Linked DNA regions of Anser cygnoides: region 2 is linked to region 1. The links are chromatin contacts, called in public Hi-C maps. All regions are on one chromosome and are shown on one strand. The core of a region is the stretch at or near the end of the contact, and the rest is flanking DNA. Distances in the headings are between cores, read along the strand shown.

Region 1 (3,805 bases), core at 1,273-3,772:
ATGTTTACTGAAATCGTTGTCATTAGTGCGATAAGAAGCTTAAACACTGATGAACCCTCGTTCTTGGCAGTCTGTTGGGTTTGTGCTCTTCTGTAGCTGTATTTGCTTCCGAGTGCTTTTGCCCCTGCAGTGGTTAACCAAAGGCCCAGTCTGGTCTCAGTCTCTGGCAGGAATGTCCCAGAATCACGGCAGAGAGTCACACACTTCTCCTGTGATGGACTTTTTTTTTTCTCTTTTGCAGACCGTGGCTAAAGATGACCAAACAGCATCTTGAGTGTGGTGGGAAGCCTCAAGCCGGATTGGATTCACAGAAGTGAACAACGGAGAATGTTGCTCTGACAGTGAGATTTGGGAGCTGCGTGAGCGAGGTGTGAATTAAAAGAAGTAAATAAATTGTGCAAGGCTTCCTGTTAACGCTCCTAGCGGTTTATATTCGGTTCTCCACTAGCAGATTGTGTTTATGTTCTTTCTTTAGTTTGATTAGTTAGAATTAAGTTTTCTGAACTTTAAATAAAAAAAACATCCTAGATAGCTCTGGTGCAGGTTTCTACCTACTGGATGAAAATGCCAGGCATCGTTCTGAAAAACCATGCACAAGCTGAGCCGTCTCGTGCCCAGGAACCACCCCCACCGCCTCCAGCAGTTGGTACCTCAAGTAGTTTTCAGTTGTGGACTCAGCTGCATTTCGTTCTCGGAGGTCATTGCTGCTTCTGTTACGAAGTTTAGGTAGCTCTTTTTTGGCTCTGTGTCTCTCATTCTGTGATTTGAATGGTGCTGAGGTTGTTGCAGTGAAGGAAACGTTGCTGTTGGCTTAGTAGGAAGATGGATGAAGTCTCGTGGAAACTGCAGAAGTGACTCGTGCGCAGCTCTGGTCTTCTATTAATCTGAAGTGTTCCTGGAGGTCTCAGTAACATCTACGCAGGAACCTTGATTAAATCTTGGGATTTATGGTAAGTCCCTCTTTTACCGGCTGGCCTGTGTCTGTGTGGAGAGCGCAGGCAGAGTAAAACCAGGCCGCAAGGAGAGCTGCACGCACGGTTTCAGAGGTGGAGTGAATCTGGGACCAGGTGGTGACAGAGCTGTTGCAGCGATGCCACCTGGTGTCGTGTCACTGCTGCACGGCAGTAATAACGCATTTGGTGTGTTCCTGTGGCCACGAGGACGTGGTGTGCTCTGGTCTGCAGGCTCTTCACCGTCCCGCAGTGCCCGGCAGTGGGGAGTGTGGCTGGCAGGGGTACCAGGAGGCTGCGTTACACACGCAGAGAACTCCCTGGGCTCATTTCAACACCCGTGCAGCTGGTTCGGGGTTGCCCATTTACACAAGAGCCGAGGCTGGATGTTGACTGTTTGCCTTCCGCTGTTCAATGACCAAAGGGTGTTTCGGATCACCTGCCTGCTGGGGCCGTCTGAACACCTGGCGTTACTGTGCTGATCTGCAAGGCGCTTACGTTCCTTGAATCCATGCAACGTGCTGTCCCCCAGCTGTGCTCCCCAAGGGGTCTGCGGGCTGGGAAAAACCATCGGTACGATCGTGAAGTGTTCACCTAGGTGGCAAGCAGTGGTGTGTTCTGTGTGAGAGGCGTCAGGTCCTTCTTGTCACATCAAACTGTTCAAGGCAGCTTGTGCTTTCACGGCGGGGGGTAGTGCGAACTTCTGATGAGGTATTTTAAATTAAGAATGTGGTTTCTTTTTGAATAAATGGTATCGTAAATTGTGGGATCGCATTAATGCTATATGTCTCCCTGTACTGTAGCAATACTCGGGAGCTGTACATTTGTCTAACTCTTTGGATTGATACCTTCCTTTTGTAAATATATATTTATAAGATCTTGAAATTAAAAGAATGCTTTGTTTAACCAGACCAGGTGTCCCTTCTGTGATTCATGGCTGTGCTCTGTTTATGTTCAGTGTTCTTGCAGTTGATCGGGGTTACTGAAGTTAAACAGTGCTAATGATGAGCTCTGTCCCCATCGCTTTCCCCGAGAGTCTTGGAGAGCTTCGCCTGTGTAAACACCTTCTTCATAAGCACGCTGGAATTGTTGTCATACAGCTGAAGTGTCACTCTGGCAGCCAGATCACTGACGGGGGTGGCTCGGTCTGGCTGTTTCTAGTTTGATTCTTGGTCTACCACCTCGTGCACCTGTTCATTGAGACCTGGCTCGAGTGCCGAAGGTGCTGCTTTTGAGGGGGCTCTGAGGACCCCTCTGTCTGCCCAGGTCCCAGGCTCGGTGCTGGCAGGTGGCAGCGTGTGGCCGTAACGCCAGTGCAGCCACGTGGCTGGAACTTGTCCCCTTTTTCCTGGACAGGACGGTCTGTTTCTAATGAATGAACGTCACCAGGCAAACCGAAGTAACTCACTGGAGTAAAGGTGCTTCTGCAGCCACGCGGGGACGCACGAGTGCAGCATCTGGCCCCTGCAGCGTGCTGGAACAGAAATCCTTTCTGCTGCTGTTGAAGGAGCCCCCCGTGTGCCGCTGCCGTTGGACTGACTGCGCTGACTACGGCAAAGCCTCAGCCGCGAGGTAGTTGTTTAAAACATGTTGAAAGCTTTGGACTTCACGTTTACTGCTGCCAAAGCTCCCCCCACGCTGTTCCTGGAAAATAGTGTGCTTTTCTGAAAGTTGCGGTGTGATTAATCAAGGACAGAGACATTTATTAGTACATGCCTTTAACTATAGCCCTCTGTGGCTTATTTTTAGCCTCTTGGCAAACATTCAGTTTTCTGGCTTCTGAGAAGCTGGCATTTTATCACATTGCTCTGCAGCGTGGATCAGAACCAAATTTCTTATCTCTGCTCCACTTGGGTGTGATAGTTGTTTGATTTTTTTTTTTTTTTTTATTTGCTGCCTGCTGGAGTTTCCTGTGAAAGAGGAAGTGGGAGTCGCAGCGGAACGGGGAAATTCTCTGAATATGCTTTTTTAGGCAAGTCTCGGGAATCCACGCTAGGTCAGTTTCTCGAGCATTAGCTGCGTCATGGTGGCCCCACCTTAAGACCTCCAGGCCTGGGTGTTGGCTGAACTTTCAGGATTCACAGAAGCAGAAATAATCCAAGAGCAATACTAGTAAATAAATAAATAATAATAAAAAAACAAACAAACAAAAAAACTCCAACTATTTGCTCTGAAATGGCCAAGTGAGCCTCAGTTGTTGCAAGCTGAAAGGTGGGCTTGAAATCCTCCTCATTTTACAGGCGGAGTTGTTTTGAGTCCTTGGAGCATAGCCTCCAAAAGCAATGTGTTTTCTGCCCTGATGTTCTAACAGTGTGATGTGTCTGGATAGTCTCAAAGCACAGAAGCTATACAGGCACTTCTGCCCCATCTCAGTGCATCTCCCCTGCCCTGGGGCAGAGCTGCTGGGCCAAGGATGCGGTGCAGGAGGAAACGGCGCTGAGTGGGCACGGGCAGCCTGGCACCAGGCACTTGGAGCCTGTCTTTTCCTCCACGACCTTCTTGGAGACTGGCCGGGCCCGGAGGGCTGCAGGGAGAGGTCTATTGTAGTGGCTTGGCAGAGGCCCCAGCCAGCCCTGCTCACACAGGACAGGACATCCCAGCTGGTATTTCCTAAACAAAAAGCTGCAGTGACTAGCGGAGAGTGACCTTTGGGGAGACCAAAGGGAGCAGGGATGCGGGCGAGGAGGGGTGGATGCTGGCCAGGGCCCAGCGCTGCTTCCAGGCCTCCTGGCAGGAAGGAATTTCTCGCTTCCCTCCTGCCTTTCCGTGCAAGCAGCCCGAATATGGGAGCGGGCGTCCCATCTTCCTGCACACAGCCCTCCCCTCCCCACCCGCAGCAAAGCGAGAGCCTCCCA
Region 2 (3,776 bases), core at 549-3,048, 110 kb after region 1:
CTGCAGTCATAGAGGTGCTTTCTAATGAATTAAAGGCAATTAGCTGTTGTAATGCAGCTGAAGGCTGTGGGCTTGGACTTGCTGGGAGTGCAGCAGCTGCACCTGAGGGGCTGAGTGATGAGCTGGGGACCCTCAGGAGGCCAACAAAAAGAGCTGGATGGGGCTGATCCCAGAGCTCTGCTCTGTGGGATTATCTCCCAACTTCCCTGCTTGAAAGCCTGTGCCGTGGCTGTGCTCTGGCTGCAGTGGGGCAGCACGACCGGCTCCTGAATGCCCCTGGTCCATGGGGGGCTTCCCCTTCCTCCCCCTGCCTGCCTTTAAATTCCTCCAGCGCGGCTCTCTATGACAATGGGATTTTGCAAGCCCATATAAATCACTCACATTCAGAACCAAAAAAGAGGCATGGGGAGGCGGATGCAATTAGAAGAGCAGCTCAGCTTTCTGTCTAGACAGCCTTTGCCTAAAATAACCGGCAGCTGGAGCATCCACCTCTGGGCAGAAAGGGCTCCTCTGGGCCTGGCCCCGTGGCCGTGCAAATGACAAAAGGACTGGGGTGGGAGTCTTTCTGTGCTGAAGCATGGAAATAGGATGGCAGTTCTGCAGCTGGACACCCTCTAACCACGTTTCTCTGCTCCCATCTGAGCGCTGATTTATGACCTGATGTTAGCATTGCCTCTGGCACCCGCTGCATCGCAGCTGGCTGAGCGTGGCTGCAGATGAGGGGTTGGGGTGGCCCAGGCAGGGGGGTTCCCTGCATGGCCAGTGTGTGATAGATGAAATATATGGGATATTTTCTGTGCTTGTCAGTGTGAAAACTGCACTGGGCTTTCCTGGATGTGACGTTATCGATAGTTCCCCTGTCCTAAGGAATTACAGCAACTGGTGCATGTGGATGTGAACCTGCTGGCACTGGAACAAGTGGAGCACGTCAGCTCTTCTGCGAGTTGATGCTGTGGAGTAATTTGGCATGGGAAGCGTGAGAAGGAAGGGAAGGAAAAAAATCTGTCTGCAACGAGCAGGGGCCACTCTGGGTGCTTTGTCCGCTTTCGGGAGCGGGGCCTGCGCTTGGTCTGTTGTGTGAACAGCAGGAGGCAGGACGCAGAGACAAGAGGTAGAATTTATGGTCTCAAGTCAGACGAGGCAGACATTACCAAATTGCACAGGATGTTCCCTGCGGGCATGGATTTGCTATTCTCTTGTGGAACTTTTGCTGGAAGGGCTCAGGCGTGCATCGTCATCGCCGTGCTGGCAGCAGGCTGCGCAGTGCCCTCCGGATCCCATCCAGCCTCACCTCCGTTAGCGCTGTGCTCACCTCTGCCCCTGGCAGTCCCAAACGGCCTCATTGCTGCACTGAGTGTCGCAGGCTGCTAAGCCAAAGCATAGCTTCATTTAGAAGTTTTGCTGTGCTTCAGGCTCTTATTTTTTTTTCCACAGAACCACTATGTGCTGCAGAAAGTGCAGCCTGGGGAGCGTAGCTGGTGGGATTCAAACTGCGACAGGAGCACGGGGCTGGTTTTCGTGGTGAATGAATTCATGCTGTATCCTTAAGGACCTCTCAAGACGTGCAGGAATGCTGAGAATATCCATTTTGAGCCCAATCTTTTTAAAGAAAAGCAGTAGTATTTGTCAGCACAACCCCATCCTGGTGGCGAGAGGCACTGCCTCTTTCTGTTCATGGGACGGAGAGGCATTTGCCTTGTTTATTTATATATATTTTCTTACACGGGGAGTTACACACCCACGAGGCCTGGAAATAGCTGGGCAGTGACTCACGCAGGGGCTGGTTTAACTGGTCGGCTCTGGGACAGAGCTGCATTTGGCAGCTGCTGCTGGCTCCTTCCTAAAGGCTCCCCCACAAGGGCAGAGGGGTTTGTGCTCGCTGCGTGTTTGTTCTGCCTCCGAGCGCGGCTGGCTCGGGGTCTCCCACCTCGCTGCACGTGGTTTCAGTGTTCTCAGCACAGCTGAAATGCACTCTTATTTTAAGTGCTTCTCCACTTAGCGTGACCCCGTGGTTCCTTTTTCCCAGCATCTTGGTCCATGCACACGTTGTCCAAAAGCCCCAGGCAGTATCACACTTGACGAGAATAGCCACCAGCATACCACTGGATGTGTCCATGTCCCCAAAACCACACAGAAGCACGAGTGGGAACCAGGAGCCCTGCAGGATGGTGGGACAGTGGCACAGGGCATGATGCCATCAGTGATGCCCCCGCTGAGCTTTCTGTCTGTCTTTCCACAGAATGGCTGCAGTCTGTCCAGGCGATGATGATCCTCTCCATCATCTTCAGCGTCTTGTCCCTCTTCCTGTTCTTTTGCCAGCTCTTCACGCTCACCAAGGGCGGGCGATTTTACATTACTGGGATCTTCCAAATCCTTGCTGGTAAGTGGGGGCTGATGGATGGGGCTGGCTGTGGGGATGCGCTGGGGATGGGCTTAAAGCAGAGGAGAGGGAAAAGGAGGGCAGGAAGGGCAGCCAAGCTGGCTCCTTGGAGGGAAGAGGTACGAATCATTTGGGTCCACAGAGCTCTCGCATCCCCAGGTGGTGTCCTGCCATCGGGGCACGTTATGCACCGTGCTCTTCTGGCCATACTTCACCAGGGATTTGCTCCACCAGCTGGGGTGATTTTGGAGGGGCAGGCAAGTGGAGCACCCCTGGGGAAGGTGGGCAGGGGCCAGGCTGTTGTTCTGCTGCCTTGTCCCACGGTGTTGGGTAAATGCTGATGGGGCTGGCTTTGGGATCCACCTTCGGGGAGCTGGGCGAGGTTTCCGCAGCTGCTGGCAGGGTGGGGACGTAGTGAAGATCCTGTTTTGGCACAAGAGGATCCGAGAATTATTTATAAACTTGCCATAAGGGGGCCTGGTGCTTCCCACATCAGCAAGGAGCCGCTGGAGCGTGCGGGGTGAGCCAGCTGCCTTTGAACTGTCAGCTGCTATTTTTAACTCTTAAGAAGTCGGCGCTGGAAGCGAGCCACGATTCCTGCACTACGTTGCAGCTCTCCAAATATAGATGCTGTGGAGGCACTGGCTCCGTTTGCGTTTCCACGTATGAAACCAGTGAGGAGGATTTTCAAGTGCTGAGGATAGAAAAAGTAAATTCTTCAAGGAGATTCTGGCTAAAGTATGAACCTAACACTCAGCTGGCTGGGAAGGAGGCTCGTTGTCTGCTAGAGCTTTAGCTGGAAAACTGAAAACCACCCTAGGTCCTGCTGCTAAATCAGAGGGAAAATTCATCTGCTGAACTTTAGGAAGAGCATTTTCTATATGACTGGTCATTGCAAATTCTGGAGCATTTTAGACCTAACCTTTATTGGCAAATGTGGCATGAAATCTCCTATAAGTACATCTGCTTGCCCATAATGCAGGTGGTGAGTTCATATCAGTTCGCCATCGCTGGGAAGATAGATGTGTCGAAACCCATTACAGCCGTGGAGATGAGGGGAGGAAATGGGCATTAATAATGCAATTATCTGCTTGGGAACTCATCTAATAGGTCTGGGAGCAGAAGGCTGCTCACTCCTAAGTCGTTGCTGGTGCGTCCTCATCCTTAGAAGAGGAGGCAATGGGAGCGCAGTTCTCCCGTCCATGCTGTGCTGGGTGTCCTAGGGGGAGGCAGGGTCAGGGCAGGGACCTGCTGGCTCCTTCCTTGTCAGATCCTCCTCCAGCACAGCACAGAGGCAGGAAAAGTGGGAGCTGAGCCCACAAAGCTTTCCCATGGCCTGGGGGTCAGTAGCCAGAGGTTTGGGTCCATGTGGACCATGCAGAAGTGGGAACCGGTG

What was found. A called contact is a pair of places that touch in the nucleus more often than the background predicts.
Region 2: a Hi-C map of granulosa cells shows a contact between it and region 1, with 3 times the contacts expected there. The contact joins two enhancer-like sites. A contact is called at or near these places in 4 of 7 Hi-C or Micro-C datasets (fetal liver, granulosa cells and liver).

What each region holds. Positions count from the first base shown.
Region 1 is chr19:2,482,014-2,485,818 of Taihu_goose_T2T_genome, forward strand. TVP23C (trans-golgi network vesicle protein 23 homolog C) reads left to right here. Exons shown (of 7, transcript XM_066980316.1): 7 at 242-1,861. The coding sequence ends at 274. Among named protein-coding and RNA genes, the nearest start is that of TVP23C, 7.4 kb to the left of the region's middle. Within about 2 kb of position 2,523, at least 1 of the 3 cell types and tissues checked has open chromatin away from gene starts, as enhancers often do.
Region 2 is chr19:2,588,118-2,591,893 of Taihu_goose_T2T_genome, forward strand. It overlaps PMP22 (peripheral myelin protein 22), which reads left to right. Exons shown (of 5, transcript XM_048075958.2): 4 at 2,240-2,380. Among named protein-coding and RNA genes, the nearest start is that of PMP22, 11 kb to the left of the region's middle. Within about 2 kb of position 1,799, at least 1 of the 3 cell types and tissues checked has open chromatin away from gene starts, as enhancers often do.